Linked DNA regions of Gossypium arboreum: region 1 is linked to region 2. A link is a contact called in public Hi-C data. All regions are on one chromosome and are shown on one strand. Each heading gives the region's core, a stretch centred on a gene start, on an enhancer-like site or on the middle of the called end of the contact. The rest is flanking DNA. Distances are from core to core; before and after follow the strand shown. Region 1 holds the start of LOC108476783 (leucine-rich repeat extensin-like protein 3). Region 2 holds the start of LOC108477415 (MADS-box protein FLOWERING LOCUS C-like).

The links. Hi-C and Micro-C count contacts between places; a contact is called where the count stands out from the background.
Region 1: a Hi-C map of leaf shows a contact between it and region 2, with 4 times the contacts expected there. The contact joins the promoter of LOC108476783 here to the promoter of LOC108477415 in region 2. A contact is called at or near these places in 3 of 5 Hi-C or Micro-C datasets (all in leaf).

What each region holds. Positions count from the first base shown.
Region 1 is chr12:12,841,881-12,848,719 of ASM2569848v2, reverse strand. LOC108476783 (leucine-rich repeat extensin-like protein 3) reads right to left here and starts at 3,261. Exons shown (of 1, transcript XM_017779112.2): 1 at 2,454-3,261. The coding sequence starts at 3,040. The coding sequence ends at 2,738.
Region 2 is chr12:12,673,516-12,679,985 of ASM2569848v2, reverse strand. It overlaps LOC108477415 (MADS-box protein FLOWERING LOCUS C-like), which reads right to left and starts at 3,138. Exons shown (of 2, transcript XM_017779955.2): 1 at 2,897-3,138; 2 at 1,404-2,782. The coding sequence starts at 2,764. The coding sequence ends at 2,003. It overlaps LOC108477889 (protein TRIGALACTOSYLDIACYLGLYCEROL 5, chloroplastic), which reads left to right and starts at 1,271. Exons shown (of 1, transcript XM_017780362.1): 1 at 1,271-1,651. The coding sequence starts at 1,271. The coding sequence ends at 1,651.

The DNA of each region.
Region 1 (6,839 bases), core at 2,012-4,511, 170 kb before region 2:
CGAAAATCATAAATTCATTTTCAGGTTCGTTTTGGAAAAATCCTACATTCATTTCCAAATGTTTCTCATTTCTCCATTTTTACCATTTCTATCTATTTTTGTTCATTTGATTCAACATTCAATTCATTTATGGCTTCAACAAGCTAGTGGAGGGACCGATTGGACACATGTGATTAGGGCTCAAATAATTTTTAATTAAATTCTAGCTTTTTGCCTATTAATTATAAACTCATTTAATCACGAAATCATTCCATTATACTGTCATGAATGAGCTCTCCCTAATGACATATCATTACGAAAGCAACTTAATCAGTGCTCGTCCAATGACATTGTCATAAGTGTGTTACCCTCATAGAATATCCATAATCTCTTTGGAATAAATTTGTTCTTCCAATATGATCATATTTTATCTCATGGTAACTATTATATCTTCTTTCATATAAAGCCAATTACTATAAAAAAGTAATCAATTCATTCATCACAAAGACGAACGATCCGTGGCTACATTTACTTTTTATTAACCATGTAATGCTAATGAGAAAATATCATTTATCTATATCTCAAGCTATGACTTACAATGTTGTGAATGACACAATGTTATGAATGACACTACATACTACAGAAGTAGTATAACCAACGCACCAACTTTCGATTCTTTATCTATTTGAACTTAGACTTTTACTTATATCAAAGTATACGAGTCACGCATATGTAATCCGTCATCTACTCAAGATTCAAGTATGTCACACTTTGAATGTTACAAGTGAATAAATCCGTAAACAGATTCAAGATCTATTTTTCTGGGATCCAATCCGATGTACTGTCAATCACATATATGTCTCTATTTTCTGAAAGTCATCCGAACCGTTGTCCAAGACAATACATCTTCCTAATTGAACTTGATAAGCAGCATATTAATTTTTCAATCAATTTACTCATTTCCAATTAAACTAAGAACATGTTTAGGTTCGTCTATTAATATAATTTATCTTAAGGTATTATGATTCAACCATGTAATAGCATTTAGTATTAGTTTAAATATTAAACAACCAGTGAGCCAATATTTCTTTTTTTTTTTAATGCACAAAAAATCACATGAAAACAATTATACAAATTATATTAATATAATCCATGAATTATTTTATTAACCAATCTGTTTAACAAAAATACAAATTCACTAACAAATATATCACACTTAAAGCACTAGATCCAACAATAACTTAATAATAAAGATGTTGACTTTAGACTATATTCATTTATGAACTCTTTTTACATGATTTTTTTACCATCTTTTGTTTCTTTGCTACAACTAAGTTTTTATTGAGTTAATGAGAAAGTGATAATGGGAGTTGAGGTCACCTGATGATATAACTTTGGTCAACAATTTGTCAAAAATGAGAAGTTATTGAGAAATATAGAAATAGAAATAGCAATCAAGTGCCAAAAGAGTGCACACTCCCTAACCACCACCAAAATTGTGTGTAAAGACAATTTCCTTATCTAAAGTATTAACAATTTATTGAACAATATTTAATCCATCAATTAAAAAATCACTTAAAAAATACATTTTAAAGATGGAATTGAATCAACCCATCTAATCCCTTAAAATGTGAATATTGAATTGGACTAAAACTTTGATTACTTAACTGCCTAAAGTCAATATTTGCATTACTTGTTATTAATTTATTTTTAGCTTATCTTATTTTTTGTTTTAGTGGGATTTGATAGATTTTTATGTTAGTAAATCTCAAAATAATCTATTTAATTGAGAGATATGCTAATGTACTGAGAAACTTAAGCTTTTAATTTGTTCTTGTAAGAAATATTATTATATAAGTACATATTAATAGTAAAACTTTTTATATGATTATTTTACTTATTAAATTCACAAGGAGTCAATTCAATAGTAACAGCATCCACTCTTCAAGATAAAAGGTGCGAAAAATTGTCAGCGTGATCTGATAAATTAAATCACTTGCTGTAGTTATTAAACAGGATAAATATTTATCACTAAGGTAGACTCCGGATAAATAAGAAAATCGAATTCATAAACAACTCATCTATGTTATGTTTACATACTGTAAAAAGGTACCCACTTTCTTGTCACGCTTAAACGCTTAACTATGTTGGTTTGATTCTTATCAATTATTCAAGCTAATGTTCTAACTTTAATTTGCCAAGAATTTATCTTAGATGATTGACTATAGTCTTCAATTGAATTCATTGAAGATCTCTTCATGGATTCAATTGGACAGCCTACTCTATTTTCCACAGTTCCATTTGGTTTCATATATCATCTTAATCTATTTTTGTTAATTCTAAACTTGTTGATTTTATCAACTTTATCAAGATTTGTACCTTGAGAAAACCACAATACGAGTGAAGCAGAGGCAAACAAATGATTGTACTGGAAATGCATAAAAAATGGGCTCTTCCACCTGCTCAATTGGATCTTCTTATTGTTGAACATTATCTATTTTACTGCATAATTTGTTATCCAATCTACTACCGGTTTTTTGGGGGCGAAAAACATAATAGCATCGTCTTTCCTCAAGGCAGCACATATATAATTAGAAATAAATTTCTTAAGGCTATTAAAAACAAGGAAAATTACAGACAGAGGGGGGAAAAGGAAGAAGGGTAAAAAAAACCTACATAACCTTTAATTGCCTCATGGGGAGATAAAGCTCGTACACTGCTGAAATATAAAACTCCCAAGGCAATTATTTATAGCTAGCTAGTATGGTGGAGGAGGGCGATTCCAAGGCGGTGGTGGTCTATATGGATCAAAATAAGGTGGTGGAGGAGGTCCAGGAGGTGGTGAAAAAGCATGAGGCGGTGGCGGTGGACCCGGTGGATGGTGATGATGAGGGGGTGCGGGAGGAGGAGGTGCAGCATAGTAAGGCGGAGGTGGTGGGGGTGCACCATATAAGTGCGGTGGTGGTGGTGCAAAAGGATCTTGTCGTGATGGCGGTGGTGGTGGTGGTGGTGCAAAAGGGTCTGGAGGTGGTGGGGAGGGCGGGTGCCTACGAAACTCCATCAATTGGCAGGATTTAGATTTTAGAGATAAGGGGATTTGGTGATATATATATATATATATATAAATGGAGAGTAGAGATGTAATAAAATGATTTGAGACTGATAGTTGGATGACTGACGGAGGGGAAAGGAAATTACTTAGCCACAAAGAAATGAAAGGGTGAATTACAGGTGTGCAAGTGTTCCAGATATTTTCCAAGGATAGAGGTTTTGTTTTCCAACCAATTTTATATTTAACATTTCAAAACAAACACGGATCTATAATCTCTAAATTTTCTCTACTTTTTATATTAAGAGAAAGCTAGATGAATTGATTGACTTTATAAAATTTTGCCCATCTTGCTTACCTACCAAACACCTTTTAAATTTTGTCTTTTTATATCATACAATCAAAAACATTTTCCTGGCAGCATCATGGCTGTTTGAAATTTAAGTACAAACTTATGTAACATTCATCATCATGGTTTCACTAATTCTACCCATACCTCTTGAAAGGTAAAAGTTTTGAAGGCAAGTAGATCAAACAATCATACCATCATTAAAAAGCATCAGCAAAACTGCACCGTCTTTTTTTTAATTTTATTTATACAAATTTTATATATTATAATTAAATCTTAAATTTTTAAATACTGTATTTTAAACGGGAAAAATTGTATAGTGTATTTAAATTTAATCGGAATTGATTTAAATTAGGAAATATTTATTCAAATCTTATTTAATACGATCCAAACAAATGCATTTAAGGAGTAAATAATTTTTTTAATTTTTTATATTTTTATAATTTTAAGATATTTTTATTCTTAATTTATGAATTTTAAAGAGTTTTTTTATTTTTAATAATTTTGTATCTTAAAAAATTGCAATTTTTATTAAAAGATAAAATTTTTAATGAATACTAAAAAAGGTTATTTTGCCACTTTTTATAATATGCGAACAACTATGGCCAAAATTGGATCAAATTTGGATGGAAGTTAACATGACCAAGATTTTTAAATTAAAAAAAAGCACAAATTTTACTTTTTTAATTTAAAGTATAAGGACTAAATTTTAAATTTAAAAACTCCTAGCATATTAAATACAAACAATTATTTTGAAAGTATGAGTTTGCAATCTATACTAATTGTACATACAAAACTTGGAGTTAAATTTTATTTATAAACTTTGAAAAGAAATATAATTTTTGGATTTTCCAATTACAAAGAAAACTCATTTGATTTTTCTCTTTGGTTGATTTTTAACCCAAGGGTCATTTACACTTGATATTAAAAAGGATACTAGTCGCTTCAAGGATAGTTGAAACTTGATCTGGAGAGTGCTTGCTTGAGAATTTGATTTAATTGGATTCAAGTGTCTTTGAGACTTGATCTTGAATTAATGGTGTATGTTTCAAGATTCATCGAGACTTGATTTTGAAAATAGATTTGGAGAGAGTTTCAATCCAAGGGTTTTTGAGACTTGAACTTAGATGGTTGAGTTTGCTTCAAGGGTTGACGAGACTTGATTTTGAAAATAGGTTTTATCTCCTTTGTGAGCGCAATCGAATTAGATCTTCCCAAGGGTCATCTAGACTTGATCATAGATGGAAGGATGATCCCATTTCAAGGGCCTTCAAAAAACAAGTTTAGCCTCTTTTCTATCATTTGAATTACATCAAAAGGCGACTTTCATAAAAAATGGAAAAGATGATTGTAACGACCCGATAGATGAATTAAAATTTGGATAGTCAATTTAGCCAAACTTATGTTTAATTAAGGCTTAGTGACTAAATTGTAAAATTCTAATTGCTATCTATTTTTAATTAGAAAAAGGCTTGAAAACTTAAATTACAATTACCCAAAGAGGCCAAAATGATTAATAAACCATTCTTAACCAAGTATTAGTGGACGATGGTATTGGTTTCTCATTAAATACGATTAGTAATTAAAATTATTATAATTAAACGTATAGCTTGGTGGAAGGAAAGATGAACATTAATTCAACTTCTTCCACCATTAAACCAAGGAAAAAAAGAAGAAGAAAACCATAAGTTTCGTCAAGCTTTCGGCTACAAATTAGTATGCAATCAAGTCCTCTTCTTGTAATTTTTTGTAAATTTAAGGTCATGGGAGCTTGATTTAGCTAGCTCATGTATCAATTTGTAAAATTTTTAAAGTTTTTTAAAGTTTCCATTGTTGAGAAATAGATGAAATTGGTGTGAAGTTGTTAGAAGTTAAGCTTAATTTATAAAAAGGACTAGATTGTAAAGTTTAATTGTTAGTTTCGTACATTATGGACCAAATTAGATAAAATGAAAAATTGTCATGAATTGTTGGTAAGAATAGAAAATAGAGGCTCTCTAATGAGTTTTGGTGAAATCGAATTTTAATCCAAAGCCCTAAATTGAAAGTTATGCTTGTCCCAATTTTTGGGGCTAAATTGAATAAATTACAAAGTCTTTGTGATTTCTTATTTGATTCTGATTTGGCTTGAAATTGATTGTATGATATGTTTTATAATTATCCGTAGCTAACGACAATATCGAATAGCCGAGAGGGAAAAGAAAAGCAAAATTCGTCGAAGAGTGACGTTCGAAACTTTGGGTTGTACTTTTATCATTCGAGATAGAATTGTTTGATTTTATTTGCATGTTTATTGATTGTTGAATCATTGAGGTGAGTCTATTATTATAATATGGATTTTTTCGATTGAATTTGATATAAAACATCGAGATAGAAGACTAAAATGAATAAATGGGAAATGATATGAGATATTCGAATTATGATATGTGATGTGAAAATTATATTGAAATATATCTTATAATATGAAATATGTGTGTTTGATTTTGAAATGGGGTTGTGATTGTGAATTCGAATGAGAAACGATATATGTACTAAATTGTAAAATAATTGATATGTGATAGAACAGTGTATAGGGTACAAAAATGCATATGTGACCGAATACAAGGTATGAATATGCGAGTAAGATGATTACATGTATGAAAAAAAATACATATATAATTGAGCCCCGCGTAAACTTAGTAAAAATGTTAGGATACAATTGGCATGACAATAGATTTTTATGCGCGCTTATATGTGATATGTGTTTGTACGGAGACCATTACAGGTTATACTGGGATCTAGCATTTGTAGTGGATCATAGAGTATAATATGGTATGGTGGAGGGGTGTATTAGCATATGACTACGCATTTGATTCCTTCAGACTTTGCACTTCTGTGCCGTAGTGTGTTGTAGTTTAAGCTCATACGAGCTATCTGGTGTGATGCAGTTTACTCATGTATTCGAGTCCGTTTTACTAGGGTTCCATCAGATGTAACATTATATTTGAAATTGGAAAACTTAAAAAGGTAATTAAATTGATTAATAATAGAATATAATATTGAAATGAATATGAATGAGTTAATAGACTCCTCAAAGAGGTGCGGGCGATTTGTTAAACGAATTTTTTATGTGAAATGAACTTGATATTGAATTTCATAATGAATGGTTTTTGAATGTTTTAAATTGTTAATTGGTGTAGATAACTAAAGGCCTTAAGATAGCTTTTGATATATGTAATTGAATTTGATCATTCTTTTCTATGATAGTTAAATTAGTTTGCATTGATAATTGTATACCTTTATATATAATTAATTATATACTTATCTTACAATATGAATATGTATTAGTAGGCATTGAGATTATAAATATCATAGCATGTTATAAATGTTACTTTATTTTATATTACCTAGAATCATGAAAGTACCACCGAGCTTTATCACTAAACGTACGGTTGTTTGTTTTGTGCGCATGTGTAGGTAATT
Region 2 (6,470 bases), core at 1,889-4,388:
ATAAAATTATAAGAAACGGACTCAAAATCACTTACATGCAAAGCTTTATGTTTGGCCGAATTTGAAGCTCCAAAAATGGTGAATTCCTCTTTTGATTTTCGGTGGAAGAGCATGAAAAGATGATGGCTAATTTCTTTTTATTTTATTAATTTTTAGTGAATTTACTAAATTACAAATGTACCTTAATTATAACCTTATAACTCAACAATTTAAAAGCCTATAATCGTGCATCAATAACCTTATGGACTAATTATTGCTTAAGTCCCTTTCATTTAATAATTAGACTATCAAATCAATAAAATTCAAGATTTATTAAATTTTATATTTTTTTTTAATTTAATCGTTTTTACTTAATTAAATATCTATTACTTACGCGCCTTGATATTGCCTTTGTGATTTATAAGTTGTCTCAGTTTATGCACAAACCAACCACTGAACACTAGGCCCTTGTTAAATGATTACTTAGATATCTTTGTGGCACTCCTCATCATGGTCTCCAGCTCTATCGTGACTATCTTACTTCCTTGCATGCATTCTCTAATCTTGATTAGGCTAGAAACTTCAATGACTTCTCATCCTCTAGTGCTTGCATCATCTATTTAGGTTGCAATCCCATCTCATAGAGCTCCAAAAAGCAACGAACCGTTGATCATTCCTCCATAGAGGCTGAATATTGATCTATTGCTAACACTTCTGCTGAAATGAATCGGGTTTGCTCTCTGTTAAATGATCTTGGTCTTCAACCTTCTACATGCCTGGTATTTAGGAGATTTCAAATTTCTTTGCTCTTGTTTTCTGTTTTGATGTACTGCTGCTATATAAGAGTTAGTTTTGGGCTTCAAATGTGTATATATATCATTGAAATTATAAATGAAATATGTCAAATTCTATTTTTCTATCAAATCCAACCCTTGAAAAACCTGAATTTGAAAAAATCTAAATTCAAAATAATTCAAGCTCAAACAAAACAAATAGAAAAAAAGCGGGACCCAATCCCACTCATTTGCCACCCAAATTGGCTATATTAAAAAATAATAAATTTTAGACGAAATTCAAATTGAAAAAAAAAAAAAACTACGAAATTTGATAATTACTTATGTCATTCTGTTAACTTGTAGTCCGTAACCTAAAAGGCTGTAGTTGTAATAAATAGGATAATTTCCCTTCATATTATCCAACACCACGATTGATAAAGTTCTCAATTTCAAGTCGCCCACGTCCCAACCCAATCCCCTTTTCACTATACACTAACTTCCCTTGGCTCAATCACATGAAAACCAGATCCAAAGACGCAAATTCCTTGTGGAAATGGAAAGGAAACATGAAGAGGAAAAAGAAAGACAAGCAATTTCCAGTGTCAGAATTCCTCCGTGAAAGCCGCCAGAAAGTGGAGGAGAACGTACTAGGCCCAGGCGGCGGTGCTGGGATCGGTTGTGGCGTTGGAGTTGGTTTCGGCTTGGTTGGGGGAATTGGGTATGGTGGGTGGCCTTGGAACCATTTGAGGCTTGCGTTTGGGGTTGGAGCTGGTTGTGGTATTGGGTTTGGGTTCGGATTTGGACAGGGTATTGGTTATGGTTTTAGTTTAGAATCTTTGGAGTCCAACTTGTCTAAAGATAGTTCCGATTCCAACAGAAAATTTTTGATTTCTTAGGAAGCCGAACAATGTTGCTATGTTTCAATTGTGTTGAGTACTGAATGGATTTGTACTGGTTTTCAACAAGTGTTCTCGTGTTCTTTTCTTCTTCTTTTTTGTGAGAGTTGCATGCAGACCAGGTGTTTGATATATTGTCAACATAACAGAGTTTACTCCTTTAAAATAAAATAATGTCAGAGCCAATGTCACTGAGTTTCATAATATGTTTTTCATCTATATAATACTTTCAAACAGAAGCAACTAGACCCTATAATAGTCATAACCAATGAAAACAAAACAGCACTTATCCAAGAATATCAATACTATAATGTATTTCCAGAAATCCTAAAAAAGGGAAGGAAAAAAAAATCAATTGAAAGGAGGAAAGAAACCCAAGTCTGAAGCATTCATCTGAGGGGGAAAACCAGGCATCTTTGGATAATAAATGCATGGAAGAACAGGGTGAACGTTAGGGTCGTAGTAACCCATCGAGGAATTAGCATCCTTGTAAGGTGATTGTATCGAAGATGGATCAACATAATGAACCGGCAATGGAACATACGGAATACTACTACTATTTTCAAACTCAGGATAGCTAATAAAATTTTTCTTTGGCCAATATGTCTGAAAACTCTGGTGTTGTGGGGTTTTAATCGGTTCTTGGTAGATAACAGCTTCCTTTCCCTTCCCCTTGTTCTTTGGTGATCCAGCTCCTCCCTTAAGAACCAGTTTTGATTGAATTACGTTCATAACAGCAGCAATCTTTGCATCCAATTCGAAAATCAAGTTTCGAAGTTGATTCTCGGAGTAGTGATTGACCATATTCTTGTGATCCAATATATCAAATTTGTCACCAAATCTTCTCCTCTTACTTGCGGAAGAATCACAAGCTGTTTTGTCAATACGCCGCTGCTTGAACCACTCGATGATTTGTTCAGCTTCCACATTATTATGGGGCCAAATCTCAGCTTTTACTTTACCATGTTCATAGATGATGAGCAGTAGCTTGATATCACAAAGAATTGATAACTCCTTGGCCTTCTTTAACAAATTAGTCCTTCTCTTTTCGAAAACTCTCTTACGAGCCTTCTCATTCTCTATCAGCTTCATCTCCGTCCTACGTTTGCCCATCTGTTCTGATATGATAAACTGAATTGCACACAGATACATATATAAATAAAGCTTTATAATTTACTGACAATGTAACAAAGAGAGACTAACAATCAGTAAGGTCGGAAACAGAAAATAAAAAAATTAGCTTACTTTGCTTTCCTGTCGGAAACTTGAATGCAAGAGAGCGCTTAGGAGGGTGGGACAGAGGGCTTGTGAGAGGTATCTCTTGCGGCGGGGTTGTCTGTAGAGAGATGAGAGTAGGTCGGCAATTTATGAAGGAAATCTTTTGAGGAAACTTGTTTTCGATTTGCAAATTTATTAGGATCTATATCTCTATTTATACTAATATAGTTCTCCTGAGTTTTTATATATATTTCTGGTCAAAACAAGACCTTGATATCATAGCTTAAAGATATCGATGCAATTATATAGATTAAGAATAATGTCAAATAAAAATTACTATAATAAAAAAATAATTATGAGTCTTTTAAGAATTTGTAAAACTAAATCTTTTCTTTGATATCATTGTCAGCTTTTGGGTTGATTGTTAGTTATTTTTAGTATTTTTATTTTGTTTTTAATTTTAATCTACATTTATCTCAAATCTATGTTTAATGATTTTTGTTTTTCTACTTTGTTTTCTTTAAAAGTTGATGTAATTTTATTTTTAGTTTTTAGTTTCTAGTATATTTTAGCATATATATGTTATTTTATAATATAAAAATGCCATCAGATTTATTAGTAACAATTCTCAATGAGTTTCATAACGATAAATTATAGTGATTGTAATAGATTTGAGATGATGAGAAGGATAAACTAACTAAGACTTGGCCTTTTGTGCATTATTAATACGGTGGGTCTCTTAGAGATTTTGGTAGTTGATTTTTGGTTAATAGGTATTCATCGTCAAGTTAATTTGATGATGGTGGGGGTTAGAGTGCAAATTTCACCGATTTGATCAAGTTGATGCATCCTAATTTCTTTATGAATTATTACAATGTTGTAGTTACTATTAGTTTGTCTTTCTCTTTTCTTTTTCTTTTTTTTTATATTGTTCTGCAGACATGACATTTGTGCATTAGTTTAGAAGGGATTATAGGTAAAATTAGGCATTATGTAAAAAAAACAATTTATACTCTATATAAAGCATGACACGTTGATGTCGGTTAATTAAGCACTAACTCTTTTGAGTTATGAAAAAAGTATTCTTATTTTATAAAGTAAATTATATCATTTTGAGAATATTTTATCATTTTATATCTTTCACATAGAAAATAGAAAAAATAAACACATTATAAGACTTAAACCCAAGTATTTACAACTTCCAACATTTGTTTTTTACCGTTCAACCAAATTCTTTGTTATTTATATTATTTTTTATTGATATATTTATTAATAATTCTATTTTTCAACCACATTTTGAGTTTACAATAATATAGTTTTAATAAATAGGGTAACTATACAAACTGTGACATAACTATAAAAAAATTTCATTTTAGACACCCAAAATAAAAGGTTTACAATTTAGCCACCCACATTACATAATTCATTCATTTTGATCACTCTTGTTATGACTCTTTCTTTAAACCATATGTAGCAGAACATTAAAATGAAAATGACCATACCTAGTTGGAACTAAGGATTAGAGCTAGAGATATGGTAGTTATTTACTAGCAAAGAGCTGCAAGCAATGGCCAAACAATAAACTTTGATAGCCTATAGTATGTTTCTTCATAATCAATCCTAAGACCTAAACATGCTTAGGTATTTTATTGAATTAAAAGCAATCAAATTTGGTGCTTCCATTAGCTTTGTAATGGTTAACCAAAATTCTTTTTTTTTTTTTTGTAAAAATGGTTTCCCTATGAGAAAATGGCCTCTCGTTCTCATGCATATAAATTCTGTATACATATAATGGCTTATATGAATAAACTAAATTAAAAGTAGGGGTTTCTTTAGTTGAATGTATAACACCCCAAAAATCTAAATGTTTGATTGTGGAACTCGATAGTAATTAAATTTTTGTATATATGGTTATGTGCTCTGTTTATATGTTTAAGGTTGGGGGTTTGATTCAGGACTTTAGAAAGTTTTGCTATTTTGTTCTAAATTAACCTCTATCCTTGAATTGTCGACTTAAGTTTAATTCTGTGCGAATCTATATAAAAAATGAGCCTGTTGGTTTACTAGTTAAGCTTATCTATTCTACTTAGTCTTGTGTTCAAGTCTCGGTGCATGCGTTAAAGGATTTTTTTTTTTTGCTAATTGTTAGAATTTTGAAAGGTAGTTTTAAAATAGAAATTAAACGTTCTTTCTCTCTCCTCCCTCTTTCGTTTTCTTTCCTTTTCCTTTTGCTTTACACTGTTTGCTCCTCTTTCTCTTTTTCCTTTTTATCCTTGCTTAAATTCTCGTTCTCATCTTGCTGTTGTTGTTGGGTAAGTTCGTTTCCGTTAATTTCGTAAGTTTTGGTGTTCAATTTTTATTTATATTCGTTGTTTTATGTTTTGGTCAAAAACTTATTTTTTATTACATTTCTCGATTCTCCGTCTAAATGTTTAATTACTGCACATTAGGAGAAGGTCATGAGGAAGTCGTTCCAAAAATGCTTTAGATTCGGGAATTGTTGCATCGTGCGAAGGTAATGGTTGTTTTCATGTTTGGGGTTTTTGTCGAGATTTTGACTTAGTTGGTCGATGATAGTTGTTGCGAATTGGTTCGTAATGGTTATGTTTTGAACTTCTATTTGTCGCTTTTAGGATTCAGGATCAAAATCTGTTGCTTCTACATCGACTCGTTAGCAAGTGCGTACCGAAAACTTGACTTTTTGTGAATTTCGAACGCTAGAAAACATGGTTATTGACGCCACACGGCCGTATGGTAGGTCATGTGAATCGCACAACCATGTGTCTAGCCGTGTAACTCATTATTCACGAATTAGATACACACGGACTGAGGACAAGAGCGTGTGTCCAAGCTGTGCATGGGAATGTTTTGTGCAGGGTTCACACAAACCAAGGACACAGGCGAGTGTCCAAGTCGTGTAACACACTATTTGTACATTAGGACCACATGGGCGTGTGTTAGGCCGTGTGAGGCATACGGGCGAACATACGAGCATGTGCTAAGCCATGTGAAACTACATGGGCCAATTAGTTAGGCCGTGTGAAACCACACGGACGTGTGGACCAATATTTGGAATTTTTCCCTTGGACCACAAGTGTCTTTTGACACGAATGCAAGCCTTCTATGGGGTCCGTATGATCTGAATTAAACTGTATAAACTGCTATTTTATGATCTGATGAGTACTAAAAATCTGTATGTGTATTGCGTATGAAAATCGTTAATTATATTAATTTATTCAGTACGAGTATGATTTGTATCTAGATGGTCGTATAGACTTCTATGTTAACTGACATTTGAAATCAGCATTTACATTTGGGTGGGAATGTGTGTAAATGAGGAAGTGCTCTGTTCTGGATCAGTTGTTAAACCACCAGTATATGTAATCTGATCTGGCAGCTAGCCTGCAATTACTGAAACGTGTCATATCAACACTATGTGGTGTGTATGGTTGGATGAGTATTAATTACTCATTTTGGTGTATTGAGTTGGTCGAAAATGGTGTGTAAAAGATGAAGGTAGGATAATTACATCTGTTCTGTATCTGACAATGAATTTGACTTATTATGTGTCTGGTATGTTAATTGAACAAATTGCCTTTTG